2 separate regions of the Mus musculus genome follow, and region 1 is linked to region 2. Evidence: chromatin contacts called from public HiCAR-type data. All regions are on one chromosome and are shown on one strand. Each heading gives the region's core, a stretch centred on a gene start, on an enhancer-like site or on the middle of the called end of the contact. The rest is flanking DNA. Distances are from core to core; before and after follow the strand shown. Region 1 overlaps Lamc1 (laminin, gamma 1). Region 2 overlaps Rgl1 (ral guanine nucleotide dissociation stimulator,-like 1).

Region 1 (5,979 bases), core at 1,055-3,554, 750 kb after region 2:
AAAACCAAAGCCTTCTCAAGATGACTACCAAACCAAGTGGTTCCCATGTCCACCACAGGTCAGTGCTAACTTCTATCTCGGCATGGGGTAAAAACCCTGACGACAGCAGTAAACATGCTTGAACTTCTAAAGTTGATAAAAGTAAACAAACTTTATCACAGCTGCATTACAGATGTTTCCATAAACTTTCATAATCTGTAAAATTCTAAGAATCTGTAATCTCTTGGGAAGTTTCTATTGCATGTGTTTATCTAAAATACTCACTATAAATTCCAACTCTGCATAGAAGTGATCTACAAAGTCAATCTGGGGCATGCGGTCTCCTGATCGCAACACTTTTCCCACGAAGTGGTCTTAAGGCATCTAACAAGCGTCATCAGTCCCCACCCCATAACCTTCATCCCAGCTTCTCCCCACATCCAACATGAACAACTGCAAGGAAAATTCTTAGGATGCTCGCTTGTATCAAATTATGATCTCATATTAAAACACAAGTCAAAAACTTAGCTGAGCGTGATGATGCACACCTTTAATCCCAGCACTCGGGAGGCAGAGGCAGGCCAATCTCCACGTGTTCAAGGCCAGCCTAACCTTCCCAATGAATTCCAAGCCAGCCAGTTACATGGTGTGACCCTGTCTTTAAAAAAACAAACATAGAACCTCAGGGGATGAAGAGAAGGTTCAGCAGCTATGAGCACTTGCTGCTCTGTCAAAGGACTCAGGTCCAGTTCCTAGCACCTACATCAAGCATCTTATTACTGTCTGTGACTCTGGTCCCAGGGGATTTAACACTGTCCTCTACCCTAGCCCCTAAAAGCATCAGGCTCACCAGTCACAGGTGAAGTCACTAGACCTATCAGACTATTTGATGTGATGAGCAGGAACACCTGAGAAACGCAGCTGAGCAGATTAACTACAAGCCTCAGGCAACCACACCACCATTAACTGTATGCATTACTGTGTACACATGCATGTGGTGGGTACACATGCCATGGTGTGTATATATACTTGTGCATGTCTGTAGGTCAGAGAACAGCTTTATGGGGTCAAGTCTCTCTTCCTACCCTTATACAAGTTCCAAGAATCAGACTCAGGTCCCTAGGCTGAATAAAGTCCCTTTATCCACTGAGCCATCTCACCAACCCCAATTTCCTTGGTATGAGTTTAAAATAAATTAAACTCGAATCCTTTTGTCAAAATATTTTTAACAGCTTAAACTTCCCTAAGGACTGTTGTTGAGTCTTGGGCTCCCACAGCTGCCTAAGGTAACTCTGAACTTCTGACCTCCATCCCACCTCCCAGGCATTGCATGGATATAGGCATGTATGACTATATATAGGATTTACCTATATTCTCTACAAACTCCATAATTTCATTATTACTACTCTAGTTAGCCACTATCTTGATCCATTTCCTGCTGCTATATTCAGACTGAGTAATTTAAAATAAACAGAAATTGACTTGGCTCAAGGTTCTGGAGGCTGAGACATCCCAAAGCCTGCTGGTACCTACCTGGTAAGGGTCTTCTTGTGGATTGTAACACAATGGAAGCATCCCACAGCAAGAGCATAAATAAACCAGGAGGATCCAAACTGACTTTCACAATAAACCCACAGCCATGCCAAAGACACTTAGAGCAGGTCTTCATAAATAACCACCCCTCTGTCAACACGAGAAGACTGGATCGGTGGCCGAGGCATGAACTTGGTACACATTTAAACCACAACAGCCACCTACTCTAAAAGTGTTCACCTCCCAGAAGCTAAGGTTCTAAATGTTGTAAGTTAAGGACACAAAACTGAAATTCCATGTCAATCAATAGTTTTACATTGCCAAGGAGCAATCTCGTATTCCTAAGATGGTCATAGAATTTAGAAATCTGCAGGCAAACTTTTTCCTGCCTTCAATTACAGTGTGAGCTGAAGGCGGGAAATTATTACTTCCTAGTGCCTGACAACGCATTCCGTGTTCTCCCTACACCCTTTCTTCTCCTGGAAAAGGTAGGACATTTTCATTCTCTTTGGAATCAATTGATAGAACACGCCAAGAACATATTTTACCAGTGGGAGGGGGAGGAGAGAGAAGCAGGGGTGGAGGCTTCTAAAACCAACACTCCCTCCCCCATCTCACCCTACTTCTGTGCAGCAAGGAGTGCCACCCCATCCCACAAGAAAAGAAACTCATCAAAGCCTTTAACAGTCCCCAGTGCTTCTTATGTGGTGGTGTAACCACATTCTCCACACAAGGACAGAAAGAAGGTAGGGGCTGAGGAGGTCGGTCTGTCTGTAAGGAAAGCAGAAAGGGCGGACAGAAACACGGAAATTCCTCAGGCAGCTCAAGCCTGGAGGGCTCTGGGTTGAAGTGTTTGGGTCTGGGTTGAGTTTGTTTGTTTGTCTGAATCTTCAATTCAGAGAAGTGAACTATGACAGGCCGAGGCACAAACCCACCACAAACACAAGTCTTCCAAGGCAATTATGGCCCGTTCTCAGAAATAAAGCCAAAAAAAAGAAAGAAAGAAAGAAAGAAAGAAAAAACCCACCAGTGACCTTCAAATGAACCTTAGCTCCAGAAAGATTAGCAAGTCGGAGGTTGATAGCTTGGCAAATTTGCATCAACAGAAATCAAAGTGAATGGTGGGGCTCTGGAGCCTGAAAGAAGGAACGGGTGACAAAGGAAAGTTCCTGGGGGTACAGAAGCTATCTCGCTAATCAGTCAATAAAAATGCACATTAGACCTACTCAGCAAACTTGAGGAATACACACACACACACAAAGCCACCATAGCAGGGTCAGAATTTACTGGGAGCAGAGGAGAAACAGACTAGAACTGGAGATCAACCAGGCCGCCTTGAAGCCTTATCTTTAGTGATGTCAGATAAAGGGAACAGTTGAACTGAGCTCAGCAATTCAGCAAGCAGAAAGGAATAGTGGCCGAGGTAGGAAATGAGATAAGGTGCATTCCCCCATATAATTGGAGTTTACTGACCACCCTTCAGAATAGTACATGGTATGCTTCCCCCTTTTCTATTAGGAGACACTGACAAAACCCAGGGCCTCATTCTGAAATTCAATACATTCCTTCAACATTCCAAAAGGCATAAGACTAAATATTACACGACTAGTTAAAGGACTCTGAACCTAAAAGTTGTCCCTTTAAGAGCGTTTCATTTAAAAATCAGTATAAAGCTCTCTTAAAAAAAAATCTGAAAACTAAAAATTCCAAATCCAGCTTTTTCCAGCAAAGTCAGAGACACGAGGCTTAGCTCTCTGATGGAGTCACTTGGTCCTTTGCCCAGGTGAAGGTCTCTACAGTTCGCTGTAGAGTTCATGTGCCAAGTCTGCTCTCAGGTGGCAGAGGGGCAGGGGCGTGACTGAAGCTTGTGAGCCCAGGATCCCACCGACACCCACCTGTGTGACCACAGGGAAGTCACAAGTCACCTCACCTCATTCCTCACAGAGGTATCGGCTCTTGAGGCCGCAGAACTCGGAGGCACCCAGCACAGGGCTCACGAATCTGCCTTCTTCACTTGCTCTTAGCCAGAATGACTAAGAGGCAAACCTCGCTTTCTTCTGCTAACCGGTTTCCAAGCTGAAACCATTCACGTTACTCCACGCAAGGTGAGCCACGCCTTCCTTCACAATTACCTGATTATTTTTAGAATTTTTGTTCTAGTTTGTGTTTAGAATATTGACGCTCAAACAATCCAGCCTTCCTGGAAGGTCCTTCATTCATGTCCATTAGCTGTTTTCAAAAGCCAATCAGCTTTTCCCGGCTGACTTGTCGCTCACCTCTCAAGTGATCTGCAGCACTCCCTAGCACTCTGAAAATCTCCACCGAGTCATTTTTCCTATGGATGGATGTTTCTGTCTTAACCCCTCAGACACATTACAGATTCCCTCAGTACCGGTACAGCAAGTGTCTTTGATATCCATTACATATTACAAAATCCTTAAAGGAAAAATTTTCTCCCTGGCTGCCATTTAAATAATGTCTTTGTTCAACAAATAGAATCTCAATGCAACAAGCTCAAGGCATAAGTGGGGGGAGGGGGAGAGACTCCTGACACAACTGGTAATATGTTAGCTTCACACACTTCTCCAAGAAAGCCACCCAATTCAAGCTTGAATGTATTGTACCTAGCAGACTCCACCACAAGTCACTCCCTAGTACAGGTTTAAAGGGACGAAGATTAAGTCATCACAGCAGAGAACACTTGCAGAACAATTCCTTTTCACCCTGGGAATCGGAAAGCACCTTATTTAGAAATAAATAACTAAATAAAGTAAATCCTTGACCTTATCACCAAACACACACATCCTTAGTCTGTAAACCTGGGACAACATCCACAAGCTTACAATTTTACATCAACCCGAACCACAGCTCGCTGCAGGGGACGCTCACCCTGCACAATCCTCGAAGAGCTCTGCTTCCAAGGCTGGCCTTCAGAACAGCTCCCCAAGAACTCACACAGGCTGGTAGGCAGCTAGAATGGGCTGGACCACTGGTTCTCAACAGATATTGGTTGGTAACCATTAATGCAAGTGACCTCCAGACAAAGAAAACAAAAACAAAGAAATAGCTCTTTTGCTTTCCGAAATCCTGTGCTTGCTAAAACTAATTCCATAAATAAGTTACCTATATATTATGCACATCTGTAATCTCAGCAGCTGGAAACTTGGGGAAGGAAGATTGCTTCAAAGTCAAGGCCATGGTGAGCTACATAGCTACATAGTGAGTTTGAGGCTAGCCTGGACTACATAGCAAGATCCTGTCTCAAAAAGGAAAAAAGAACAGAGGAAGGGAAGAAAGGAAGAAAAGAGGGGTGGAAGGGGGGAGGGAAGGAGGAAAAGAAGAAGGAAGGGAGGGAGGGAAAAAGAGGGAGAAAGAGAGGAGAGAGAGAAGAAATGAAAAACATGAAGACCTATTGTGAATCAAGTTTTCCACCAATTTTTCAGAACAAAAAGATGAGATTGAAAATAGGAGAAATATCTTAAAAAAAAAAATGGGTGAAATAAAACAATAATTCACTGTTGCCTTCAGCACAACAGGAAGGCTCCACAGCTGGAAAACAAAAAATAAACGGAGGGAGCTGAGAGACAGAAGCCCTCAAGTTTGAGAAGAAAACCAAGCGCATCCCTAGTTCACCTCCCAGCCTCGCCAGAGGTGCTCCTCCCACAAGAGATCTGAGCGTGCATTGTCCAAGAAAGAGATAGTGGCTTTATTTTATTTCATGAATATGTAGCTGCAGAGGGCACCAGACTGACTGGGTCCAGTTATTTTCGGCTGGCCCCTGGAAGGCCCCTGGAAGGCCTGGAAAGAGATGCCGATGGGACTTTAATAAGCTTTCTGGAGGCTTCTATTAAGCAAGCTGTCAATTTTAAGCCCAAATGAACAAGCATCTAACTTTATCATCTTACAGAAAGGAGCTTGCACGTCCCATAAGGGCCTGCTTACAGATCTCAGGTCAAGCCACCAAGACAGGGCAACAGAAATTTGGTGCACTGCCATCTTGTAACCTTACGTTGAAATTAACCATTTAAGGTAAGACAGGCTCATCCCTTATCTTTAAGTCTCAGGAATTTGGAGCAGTGAAAATAAACAAACAGCTCTGCTCTAAACTTTGACACTTCTCCCTAAAATCCAGAGGACAGCTGCCGGGCTGCCAATCAAGTCCAGCTGGAGATGAGACCCAGCAAAGCCAGGTTCTGTTCCACTTCCTGTTAGCGCTCAGCCTCTACTAGATGACTGTCCATCTGCCTGACCACCTCAATGCAGGACTACAGTCTGCTCAGCATCTACAGTTGTTCACTACCACACCAATAGCCCAGCCTGCTCATCTTCCTCTGTGCCTGCATGCTCATCTGTGCCCACCAACAACTCAATACACTACAACCAACACATACACCCCATACGTGAAAAGCAGACTCTTTCCTTCCAATGATCTCATAGTACAGGGAGCTTTCCAACAATAGACAGTGC
Region 2 (5,431 bases), core at 1,490-3,989:
TGTTGTACTCAGTGGCTTGCACACAGCTTGGTAACCTAGGTGGCCATGCTTGCTTCCTTCTTCCCTCAGCATCAGTATCCATGTACCACCCCAGGTCCCTCAGCATCAGTATCAATGTACCACCCCAGGTCCCTCAGCATCAGTATCAATGTACCACCCCAGGTCCCTCAGCATCAGTATCAATGTACCGCCCGGAGTCCCTCACATCCTGGCTTTGTTCGCACCTCCAACGCATCCTGAGTTTCATCCTGAGCATGCGCCACACTATTCCCTGTGTCTTCCTGCTATCCCATCTTCCCAGCCTCTTCCATATCCTCTCTGCCTGGATGTCACATTGCTTGGCTCACACCTCATACCACTGTGTTCGTTCCACTGTCACCAGATCAGATAGCCTCTTTCTCTCACCCCGTATAAAGCCATGCTCCATGGAGCCCAGACACTTCTTTGCTACATACTTCACTCTTGTGTTTATTCTTTGTCTCCTGCTAACACACAAACTCTGCAACAGCCAAGACAAGTTACTGCTGGCCACGTGTTCTGTTTATCTTATATCCCTTCAAATATCGCCTGGTAAGCTGGAGATACACACAGCGTTACTGTGTGTGTGTGGGGGGGGGGGGCGGTGAGTACCATTAGATCACTTTTTAGATATATTTATTTTATTTGTATGAATGTGTTCTCTGTGTACCACGTGTATACCTGGTGCTCTCAGAAGTCCAAAGAGGGAATCAGATCCCCTGGTACTAGAGTTACTGATGGTTGTGAGCCACCAGGTGTGTGCTAGAAACTGAACCTCAGTCCTCTGCAAAAAAAGTAACAAGTGAGCCCTCTCTTCAGCCCTAGCCATGGTACTATGGGGGATCAAGACGGCACAGCAGCACCCATCCAAACGAGTGAAACAGTCTGCTAAACTACTTTGGTTTTGTTTGAGACAGGCTGGCCTCACACTCACGCTTCTGCTGCCTTGGTTTCGCAAGTGCTGGGATTGCAGGCACACACCGCCACGCTCACGTACCAAGCTTGAGCTTGGCCAAGACACTGTCCTGACTGAGAGTTAGTAACGGTGCCAATGAGAAGGAAGACACACTCACTTCCGGATCACGGCCTTGGACTCGGGTGAACTTTGGCTTCCATCGTCTTCACAGTTTGGGCCTGTCAGGTTTCCATACCTTTAAAGATGAAAACGGGCAAACAAAAACTGTCATAAGGCTGCTCTAACCAACTTCGGGCATAAACTAACATATCAGGAATAATTAAGGAAATAAATACATATAAAATAGCACCAAAATAAAGCAGCATTAACAAAACAAACAAACAAACAAACAACAACCCAAGATGGATAGGTGAGTATACTCCAAACAGAAGCAGACTGTATCGCGCTTCTTTAGAATGTTTGCACAATAATCTATAGTTCCCAGAATTTCTTCTATACATCAGGGTTTCATCTCAGCAAGAGGATCAGATATCACACACTATAAAGAAAGCAGGTTCCTTATGAACTCTCATGCAAGCCTATCTTCCACTCTGTGGGCACATTTGTGAAATGTAGGTCTTATATGGGCACAGAAGCACTGCATCCATGAGACACCTGGGGGTGTGGCCTCCTTTTGAGTAGATCAATGTTGGAGGCTCCTGGAAACAACCCTGGACTCTTAAAGGCTAGGATGGAGACGAGGGCTGGAATAGAGTCTTTTGCTGCAGGCAACAGCTATAGTTGTGACTACACCTACCCTAAGGCCAGGCTGATCTAGACAAAGGCTGGGAAGAGAACAAGGGTCCTGTTTTGGGGAAAGTCATTGGTGCTTAGAATTTAAAATTTTGCTTGTCACAGACTCAAATTTTTACTAAAAAAGTTGACCAGTTCCCAAGTATACAGTAAGCTTTTCTTTTAACTCTACATGTGGGAAAGTTCATTTTGTATTATTATATCATGCTTTGTTCTGCAGAGAGTGTGTATCTAGGGGCTGGAGAGGTGGCTCCGTGGTAGAGTGCTTTGCCTAGCATGCCCAATGCCCTGGCTCCATCCCCAGCTCTGCAAGCAACCTAAGAGAATATGCATTTAGTAACTGACACTCAATCCCTAAGGAACATTCCATTAACTCGAAAGGGCTGGATTATTTCTGCAGTTTTTCCTCCCAAGAAGAAAGAATTCCAAGTCCCTGGAGTTTGAAAAGCTGTTTGTCGTCCCAAGAGTTTTGAAACTAGAAATTATATTTGGTGGGTTTACATTTTTAAAGAGTACACTTTGTCTTGTATAATGGGATTAAAAGCTCTAGTACCCTATGGCTCCTTGTTCTCAAGATTTACAAATTCTTTACAAAATAAAAGCATGCTTTAACTGACTGTCAGCTCATCTGGTGTCTCAATCACCCCATGCCGACAAGTTCCACACACACACACACACACACACACTGCTCCTCTCTCTACCTCATCAGCCTTACTGGTCTCTTGGCCTCATGGTCTTTCCCATGGTTGCAGACCTCCTGCCCCCTTCACCCTGGGCAGCACCTGCTCCGTGACAGCTTTCCGGGCCGCCCTCTGCTCTTCCTGACACAGGAGCTCAGTCAGATTAAGATTTCCTCCACCCCACACGAGCCAGGCAGGAGTGGGAAATGAAGCGCCCAGTAAATAAACAAAGTGGGATTCTTTTGGCTCTTTCCTTGGGCCACCATCACAGTGAACTGTGTCCTCATGTTGCCTCACAGTGGATTCTGTGGTTTGCAGGGGAGTCTGGGGAGGGTGCAGGAAAGGGAGGCCATTTGCAAGCCACCAAGCTTCTCCATTTCTCCCTAAAGCTCTCAGTTACTAAACAGGGCTCTTAATCTTTGTTTTGTTATGTTAATTTGTCTGTTAGCTTCTCTCCGGAAATGTCTTTTATCTTCCTGCTGGAACTGTGAGAAATATAAATAGACAAGGGTAATCCAGGGGCACCTTCAAGGAAAAAATACACATTTTACTGATAGCTTTCTTTCAGATGTTTCTACTGGAAGCTTCCAGATCTTCCTTTTTCTTTTTTCCTTTTGTCTATAATTTCTCCTGCTCTCCTGCTCTTTTTTTTGGTTCTTTTTGGAGCTGAAGTAGAGGTTGGGTGGCACCAACACCTACTTCAGCTCCTCCCACAGAATGTGATGCCACAGTGCACTGTCCCGTTGGTGCCGAGAAAGACTGCGCATTCCTGTGCGTTGATTAGCCTGTTCCCATTAACAATGGCTAAGATCATGTAACTACTCCTTCTCTCCACTGCCAGTGTCTGTCCACAGTTCACAACTGGGATCAAGGTGACGGTTTGGAAATAACTCAGAGGCCTCCAGGAGCTGTCAATCATCAAGCAAGGCTTGGAAGGGCACAAGGTCCAGCTGCTCAAATCTTGCTCCATCGACCCATGCAGAAAACCTCCAGCTCTGCCTTTACGACATACCCGAGTCCAAACACTTCTTAGCACTTCTCTTTCTACTCTGCCTCTAAAGGTGGCCATCTTCAGGGTAAAGCAAGTCAAAGGCCACTTAACTAATCTGATCTATGGGTGTCTACCCACCCATCACAGTTCTGTTGAGGACCTAGCCCTTCTCCCCTCAGGCCCCTCCCATGATTCCAGTCTGAGAAAAGCCCAGTCTCACCTCCCACAGACCATGAAATCTGCTCACTGCGCTCGGTCCATAACTTCCACGTTTCCCTCACTCACTCCTGCCTCGCCAACCTGTCAACCATTCCCCCACTTTCCCGACCCCCACCTCACAGCTGTCTCTTGCTTCTGCTGCTTCCGATGGCAGGTTCTTTGGGTCCCTCAGATCTTTGCTGAAGTGCTGCCTATCGGTGTAGGCCTTCCCTACACATCCTGTTTAAAACGCACCCCGACTCTGACACCACCCCTTTACCACCTTACTCTCCACAGCTTTCAACATCTCCTAACACGATATAAGGTCAGCTTTGCCGGGCTGGGTACCGAGCAGAGCATAAATTCTAGGTGAGTGGTACTTTTGACTCTGTGCTCACGGCTCTTGGACGCTTACGACAATGCTTGTGCCCAGTGAGGCCACAGCAGACATGCCAACTGACCGCTCTCATGCGCGGTTCAAAGCACCACCTGCCCCTCCCCACGCACACAGGGTCCTAACCTGTCCTTTAAGGGCTTAGGACAGTGGTTCTCAACCTTCCTAACGCTGTGACCCTTTAATACAGCTCGCTCATCATGTCGTGGGGACTCCCTGACAGAAGATCGCTTTCATTGCTGTTATGCTACTGTTATGAATTGAAATGTAAATATCTTCGAGATAAAGGTTTGACAAAGGGGCTGTGACCCACAGATTGAGAGCCACTGGCTTAGGAGCATAAAAGTTTATTTTGAGCTTTGGCTGTAGTTATTCAAAATATCCAAAATTAACATGAAAAAGGTTTTAAGAATTAAAAAAAAAAAGATATCCTGGAGGTACTAGCAGTATGAAACCACAAAGGTATGTATGTGCTGTTATAAAGAAGAAGAAGGGGGGAAACCCTTCTAGACCTGAATGCACTAGTCAGGGGTGACTGTCCGCTCTTGCCCTGTCTTATCATTAAGGAGAAGTCATGTTCTATGGGGAAAACAAAACGCATCTAGCTTTGGAATGGAGAGCTCTTTAATGTTCATGTCAGAGTTGGTTTTACCAGACGAGGAAGGCCCCTTTGATGTATCCCTGAACCCGCTCACAGCTTCCCATCAAAAATCAAAGTCAAGTTCACTTCCTCTCCTCCAAGGGGGTAAACAGAACACGTGCATGTGTGTGTGCTTAATTAGTGGCAACAGAAAAGCTACAGATGAACCCGTCAACAATGTCATCTCCAATTTCCACCAAGCCTCCTCAGGGCTGGAGATCAAAGCTCAACTCCCTTAGGCATACCAAGGAGCAAATGCCCTTCTTTATAAAACTTAAATCGAAATCCACATTGCCAGATGACTTTTGACATGGGTTTCTCATGTTGTCATCAGGCAGAAAGAAAGGCTTACAAATGCCTTGTATAGTATAGCTGTAAGCAATTATTAAAACTACTTGAATAAGAGAAAGAAAAAACATAATGTTTAAATCTGGAAGAGCCACTTTCAAGAAGTTTGTTTGAAACCCATCTGAGCATAGCTTTTAACATGTATCTGAAGCAAGGGGTCCTAAGTTGTCCACAGACACCATCTCTCTACAGAGAGAACCACCTCACATCTGTGCCCCAACAGCGAAGTCTCAGTAGAAGCAGACCAGGATGCGGTCACCATAAAGGACTTTGTGAGCCCTGCTTGATGCTGGCAAATGAGCCAATGGTAATAACAGGTCACTTGTTATATGGCAGGAAGGGTGCCCACTGCTTTGGTGGATTGTTTCACTCGATTCCCATAATAACCCCACAGGGTGCTATCACTCGTCCAGCTTCACAGAGAGGTGAAGTGTGACCCAGAAAGCCTGTGTAA

What was found. HiCAR-type assays count read pairs that join an accessible place to other places.
Region 1: a contact with region 2 is called in a HiCAR-type map of embryonic stem cells, with 4 times the contacts expected there. The contact joins two enhancer-like sites. A contact is called at or near these places in 4 of 39 promoter capture datasets (the 3T3-L1 cell line, 3T3-L1-derived adipocytes, the C10 cell line and 1 more) and 2 of 115 datasets of contacts at active chromatin or transcription factors (craniofacial prominence and embryonic stem cells).

What each region holds. Positions count from the first base shown.
Region 1 is chr1:153,318,122-153,324,100 of GRCm38.p6, forward strand. The region is part of intron 1 of Lamc1 (laminin, gamma 1); the gene reads right to left. Among named protein-coding and RNA genes, the nearest start is that of Lamc1, 12 kb to the right of the region's middle. Within about 2 kb of position 2,305, at least 53 of the 459 cell types and tissues checked have an H3K27ac peak or open chromatin away from gene starts, as enhancers often do. A contact at or near this core is called in embryonic stem cells, where this site is marked.
Region 2 is chr1:152,570,507-152,575,937 of GRCm38.p6, forward strand. It overlaps Rgl1 (ral guanine nucleotide dissociation stimulator,-like 1), which reads right to left. Exons shown (of 18, transcript NM_016846.4): 4 at 1,092-1,169. Among named protein-coding and RNA genes, the nearest start is that of Gm51749, 33 kb to the left of the region's middle. Within about 2 kb of position 2,740, at least 36 of the 459 cell types and tissues checked have an H3K27ac peak or open chromatin away from gene starts, as enhancers often do. A contact at or near this core is called in embryonic stem cells, where this site is marked.